Linked DNA regions of Sus scrofa: region 2 is linked to region 1. A link is a contact called in public Hi-C data. All regions are on one chromosome and are shown on one strand. Each heading gives the region's core, a stretch centred on a gene start, on an enhancer-like site or on the middle of the called end of the contact. The rest is flanking DNA. Distances are from core to core; before and after follow the strand shown. Region 1 holds the start of PINK1 (serine/threonine-protein kinase PINK1, mitochondrial). Region 2 holds the start of HP1BP3 (heterochromatin protein 1-binding protein 3).

The links. A called contact is a pair of places that touch in the nucleus more often than the background predicts.
Region 2: a contact with region 1 is called in a Hi-C map of liver, with 4 times the contacts expected there. The contact joins the promoter of HP1BP3 here to the promoter of PINK1 in region 1. A contact is called at or near these places in 2 of 47 Hi-C or Micro-C datasets (heart right ventricle and liver).

The regions. Positions count from the first base shown.
Region 1 is chr6:78,861,654-78,864,506 of Sscrofa11.1, forward strand. PINK1 (serine/threonine-protein kinase PINK1, mitochondrial) reads left to right here and starts at 1,542. Exons shown (of 8, transcript XM_021095478.1): 1 at 1,542-2,031. The coding sequence starts at 1,636.
Region 2 is chr6:79,006,132-79,009,258 of Sscrofa11.1, forward strand. HP1BP3 (heterochromatin protein 1-binding protein 3) reads right to left here and starts at 1,790. Exons shown (of 12, transcript XM_021097635.1): 1 at 1,646-1,790.

The sequences.
Region 1 (2,853 bases), core at 292-2,791:
GATCGGGTGCTGCCATGAGCTGGGTGTAGGTCGCACACTCGGTTCAGATTCCACGTTGCTTTGGCAGTGGCGTAGACCAGCAGCTACAGCTTAGATTAGACCCTGATCCTGGGAACCTCCATGTGGTTCGGGTGCAGCCCTAGAAAAGACAAAAAGACCAAAAAAAAAAAAAATTTCACCAATTCAAAGTGGATCTTTCTGCAGTTGCCTTGTTTTTATTCCTATTTACTCTCATTCTTTCTTACAACTTTACAGCCCAGAAACAGGGCTGTGCTAAAGGTCGCAAATGAGTCCTGAAATAAATAGGTTAGACTGTGTCTTTCTATTCAAGAAATGCTGAGGTGGGTCTCAGGCTAGACGAAGGTCCCCTTGCCCTGAAGGTCATCTGTGACACATGGCCATACCTTCAAAAACATTTTAACATCTCTTCCAGGGCCTCTTACCCACAACCAGCCTTAAGGGTAAGGAGATTGGAGGTACTCATGATTACAGGAACGTTTTTTTAAATGGCAGCACCACAAAATATACCTCCTTAGCCTGGGGAAGGCTTGGTTCCTTGTTAAAGAATAACCCACTGACCAAATAAATCATGTAGATCTTGTCTGGATCCCAATTTGAACAACTGTAAAATAAAACAACAGGGAAATCTGAATATTGATTGGATAGTAAATGATATTGTGAAGTTAATGGTAATATTTTTAGAGGTGACAATATCATTTATGTTTTGTAAAAAAATAGTTCTCTCTCAATAGATATTTAAGTATTTATAAATGAAATGATATGATATATGGGATTTGCTTTAAAGATGGGAGAATGGAAAGTAGGAAGATATGCACAGGTGACTAAATAATGACTATTTGTTGATAATTGTTGAAACTGGATAATTGGGTACATGGGGTTCACTATAGTTTTCCATTATTGTATTTGTAAATTCTCTTTTTAAAAAAGGCAAGAGAAAGAAAGAAAAATCACTCAGTACAAATTCCTTATCAGCCATTCCAACAGCAGCTTTGGGTAACAAGGCTCTACCACCAACATGCTGTGTGACTTTGTGAGTTGATCCACATCTCAGGGACTCTGTTCACTAATCTGAAAAAAGTGGCCTAAGGGTGAGATTTCTCTCCGGGGCCTGTGGGCTTGTTGAGACGAGTGGAAGGGCATCAGGGGCAAGGACTCAGCAATCAGGGCAATGCAAACTTTAACCTCAGCTCTGATACTGCATATGACCTTGGACTGTCACTGCCCTGTTTTTTTCTTTTTCCTCAGTTTTCTTATCTATAAAAACGACCTTCCTATCTCATTGGTAGGAAAATTAACAAACGTAGATTCTGGCACCGTCGGTAAGGGGTAATAATTATTCATTTCTCTTCTCAATTTCTCGATTTTGCCCAGAACCAAGGATGTTGACAGGATCTCCCTGACAATGCAATCTTTAGATCCTGGGTGCAAGAGCAAGAAACTACCCGCCGCGCAGATGCGCGAACAGCGCCCTCGTGCGCGCACAGCGGAGAAACAGCCAGAGAGGCGGCCCCGCCCATTGGCGCCCGCGCCTGCGCAAAGGCGCCGACCCGAAGTTTGTTGTTGTGACAGGCGTCCCGGCCTCCTGCGGCTCGGAGGAGACCCAGCCGCGGCACCATGGTGGTGCGACAGGCTCTGGGCCGGGGCCTGCAGCTAGGCCGAGCGCTGCTGCTGCGCTTCACAGCCAAGCCTGGCCCGACCTATGCCTGGGGGCGGCCCGAACGCCCGGGCCCAGCGGCGGGCTGGGGCCGCGGAGAGCGCCCTGGCCCTGCCGCGGGACCCGGAGCGGAGCCGCGCAGGCTCGCGCTCGGGCTCCCCGGCCGCTACCGCTTCTTCCGCCAGTCAGTGGCCGGGCTGGCGGCGCGGCTCCAGCGACAGTTCGTAGTGCGGGCCCGGGGCGGCGCGGGCCCTTGCGGCCGGGCTGTCTTTCTGGCCTTCGGGCTGGGGCTGGGCCTCATTGAGGAGAAGCAAGCGGAGGGTCGGCGGGCGGCCTCCGCCTGTCATGAGATCCAGGTGAGCGCCGGCCGCGGGCGGGGGTCGGAGCGGGAGCGGGAGTCGGGCTGCGGGCGGGGCTAAGTGTGTGGGCGGGTCTTGGGTGGGTGTGGGGTGGGGCTAAGTGTGGGCGTGGTGAAGGCGGAGCTGGGAGGCATTAACTGATTTGGGGCCCTGGGTCAGGGTTTACCTTTGTCCGAGCTGGAAATTCCTTGACATCACTGATTAAGGCTCATTTTCGATGTCACTGATCTCCTGACCTGGGGCTTAACAGCTCACTTTTTACTGTTTTCCCTTCCTTCAAACAGCATATTTTGGAAGTTATGTTAATAACCACTCATGTTGCACCTTGGCCAATAACTTTCTGTAAATTTTCAGAAATTTAAGGACAACTAAGACATAATACTTATATTCCTGTGGTTGGTTGTCATCCCTAATTTATGGATGAGGAAACACACTCAGAGAAGTGAAAGGTGGTGTAAATTGCTGAAAGTCACACAGCTCATAAAGGGCAGTGCCCCAAGTCTGATTTTACAAAGCCTGTGCCGTTAACCACTGCTCCAGCCAGGCTCCTTCCACAGTTTAGCCAAATCAGAAGTGACACAGTGACTGATATTAATGACAGATCTGAAGCTTCAGCAAAAACCAAGAACAGCAAGAGAAGATAGCAGACCTGCTTTATTTTTATTCAATGAATTTCATTGTATTTATAGTTGTGCAACCATAATTACAGCCTAATTTTATTTATTTATTTGTAAAGCAAAAGCGTTTATTAAGGCGTCAGAGGGTGGCTGAGCTCAAGATGGCACCAGCCCTGACTGTGAGGAGGTGCTAGGCTTATAA
Region 2 (3,127 bases), core at 540-3,039, 140 kb after region 1:
ATTACTTAATTAGTGTCTGTCTTGGGCATAGATGCTAAGGACACTACGGGAATCCTCACAAGATAAGCATAACCTAACTGGCTGAAGAGTTAGGATTTTCATCTAAACACGAAGAAGAGTTCAGGACACTTGCTCCAACTTGCCGTCTTCAGTCTTCCAATTAAGCTTAGAAAGAAAGCCAACAATATCCTCTAAAATATTACTTCTGCTTTGAAACACGTTACACTAGACTTTTGGAAAGAGCAATAAAAACTTTAAAAGCTCTGAACAGGTTTATGCCTTTCCAGATGAAACAAATCTATCTTCCAAAATTAAACTAGTCACGTCTAACTTCACTCTAAGACAAGCCGGCTTGTCAGTAAAGTTCCAGGCGAATTCCTGGGTATATTTCTAACTAATTTTCACTTTTCAATGTAACGAAAAGTCAGGAAGCATAATAAACCACAGAGAGAAAATGCCTATGCGGAGAGGGCGGTAAGGTTCACCTTGCGCAGTCCTTTGTGCAGGGGAGCGCACTCCCTCAAAAAAGTTGTGACTCGTTCTCCATCACAGTAGTCAATTCGGTATCAAAACTCTGAAACCGGGCTCTCACTCGACCACTCCTGCCTCCATCTCTATACAAACGCTCCTAGTCACAAGTTGGACTTTGTTAACTAGAACCACACCGTCTAAGGAGCGGTGAGCAACAAGCTCTAGGAAAGCCATACGGGAAAACGAAAGCTTAGGCCCGCGTCGCAGCAGCAGCGGCAGCGGCAGCGGCAGCAACAGCAAAAGGCTTTTCAGGGACGCCAACAGCTGACAGCGCGCCCAGACCGCCGAGAGACTGGGCAAAGACCAGCAGAGACAAAGGCAGGGAGCGGCCGGTGTGCTGCGCGAGCACAAGGCGGGGGAGAGCGGAGCTAAGATGAAGACTGCGAGGCCAAGGAGGGCGGGCTCAGCGGCGGCGGACACCGAGGACACCGGCTGACAGCTCGGGCTCACGCTGCGGAAGGCACGCTGGGAGGCCCACGCCGCGATCCGGGCAGCGCCCGCCCGCGCGAGCCAAGAAGCGGCGGACCGTGGGCACCAACGCCCCGCGCACTCACCGCTGGGAGCTCCGTAATGGCGGCGGCGGCGGCGGCAGGGGCGGAGAACCCGGGGGGGCGGGACCGCCGCAGCCAGTCACCGCCGCCGGCATCTTTCGAACCGGCCCGGAAAACCGCTGAGGGAGTGGGGTGAAGGGGAGGGCGGGGGCGGACGTCGGGGGTCCACCGCGGGGCTCCGGAGCATGCGCAAACTCTCAGCCAATCGGAGCGGGCGGGAGGACGCCAGCGCAGGCGCACTGGGACGCAGGGCCCTCGATCAGGGAAGAGCTCCCCCACCTTCCCCTAGTCCAAACAAAACAAGGGCGGGAGCGCGCGTGCCAGAGGGCCCCGGAGGAGGCTTCAGCTCAAGGGGCAGGGGGCTAGGTCGCAGGGGGGAGGGATGGGGGGGGCGGAGCGGCCGGGGAAGGCAGACAAAAGGCACCACCTCCAGGGACGCGGGCGCCCCGCCCCCTCCGCTCAGGGAGCGGCGGCGGCGCCCCGGGCAAGCGTCCTCTGCCACTCGCCTTCGGGTCTAGCCGACCCGCGCCCACTCCCCGTCCGCCTGTTCCGTACTGCGTTACCTCTGCGCTCCCCCCTTCCTGGCGCCCGCGTCCCGCACAGCTTCTCAACGCCGCTGTCGTAGCCGCTCGTCACCACCGCCGCCGCTGTCCTCCAGGCCCAGCCGCCGAGCTCTGCCGCCCCGCCCCCCTGCCCGCGGCCCCGCGCGCGCGCTCGCGCGCGCCCCCTTTGCCAGCCCCGCCCCCCCCGCGCGCCGGTGGCCGCGCCCCGAGCCCGCGGGAGCGAAGGGAGCGCGCGAGATTTGCCTCCCCGGTCGGGCGCGCGGGGGCGCGAGAGGGCGCTCCGGGACGCGGGGACGACCCGGCTGGGGTCTGTGTCCGCGCGCAGCTTTCGCCGGCGCTGTGCTAGTGGCGCGCGTTAGCTTGGGTGGTGAGGTTTCGCTTCCTCGGAAGGACACTCTTTTCACTTACACTTCTGTGGTCTATTTCAGTCCCCGGTCTTAACTGGGCTTTGGCTTTGGCGATCCGCCTGCCTGCCGTTAGAGGGGTTGGCATTTCCCGCTTCTCAGTTTAGCTTCTTTGAAGACCGTGGAATAATTAGGAATTCAGCGGAAAGTTCATTTCCTCTCATTCGTTCCCATTAAGTATCCATACAGTACAGGGCAGAGTAATGGCTCAGGAAAAGAACTGTGAAAGTTGATTTTCTAATCATGAGTCTTCCCTGGCTCCCTAATCCGCAAACGCGGGAGGGTTCTCAACAAGGAAACCTTGGGATTAGAAAACGGAATTCCCTAGGAAATGTCATATTAGGTTGGTATCAGCGTACTTAGGCTACGTATTGTTAAAAAGTGTAACTTTTCAAAATCAGTTTGGGAAAATTCGATGTATCTCCAATAGTAGGTGTTTTGTCGGGGGTAGAGAGGGTTTGGGTAATGAATATAGGGAAATAATAAGCACAATTGCCTTGAGGCTCACAGTAGTATGACTAATTCTCAAATGCATGTTCCTGTCATTTTAAAGATTTGTGAAATCATTTAGCTCAGTCCTCAGGCTCTGCCATTAACTGTCTCACCAGCCTTCCCAGGTATAGCCATCTACTCCATCTGTTCCAAGATCAGCTGTATAAAAATTTAACCACCACACCACCACCAATTCTTTACAAGGTGTTATCATTAACATCCCGATTACATTACCAGTGCCCTGGTGTTCTAGTGTCAGGCTAAACATGTTCACAAGGGGTTTTGGTTACTTTGTGCCATTTCTTCAACCTACTCATTTCCTTATCAACATTTCTATCTTTTGTCTCCCCCCCCCCTTTTCCCTCTTTTTTGGCTGCCCTGTGGCTTATGGAGTTCCTGGGCAGCGATCAGACCTGAGCCTAGATTTTTTTTTTTTTTAATTTGCTTTCTTTTTTTTTTTTTTGTCTTTTTGCCTTTTTTCTTGGGCCGCTCCCATGGCATATGGAGGTTCCCAGGCTAGGGGTTGAATCGGAGCTGTAGCCACCAGCCTATGCCAGAGCCACAACAACGCAGGATCCGAGCCATG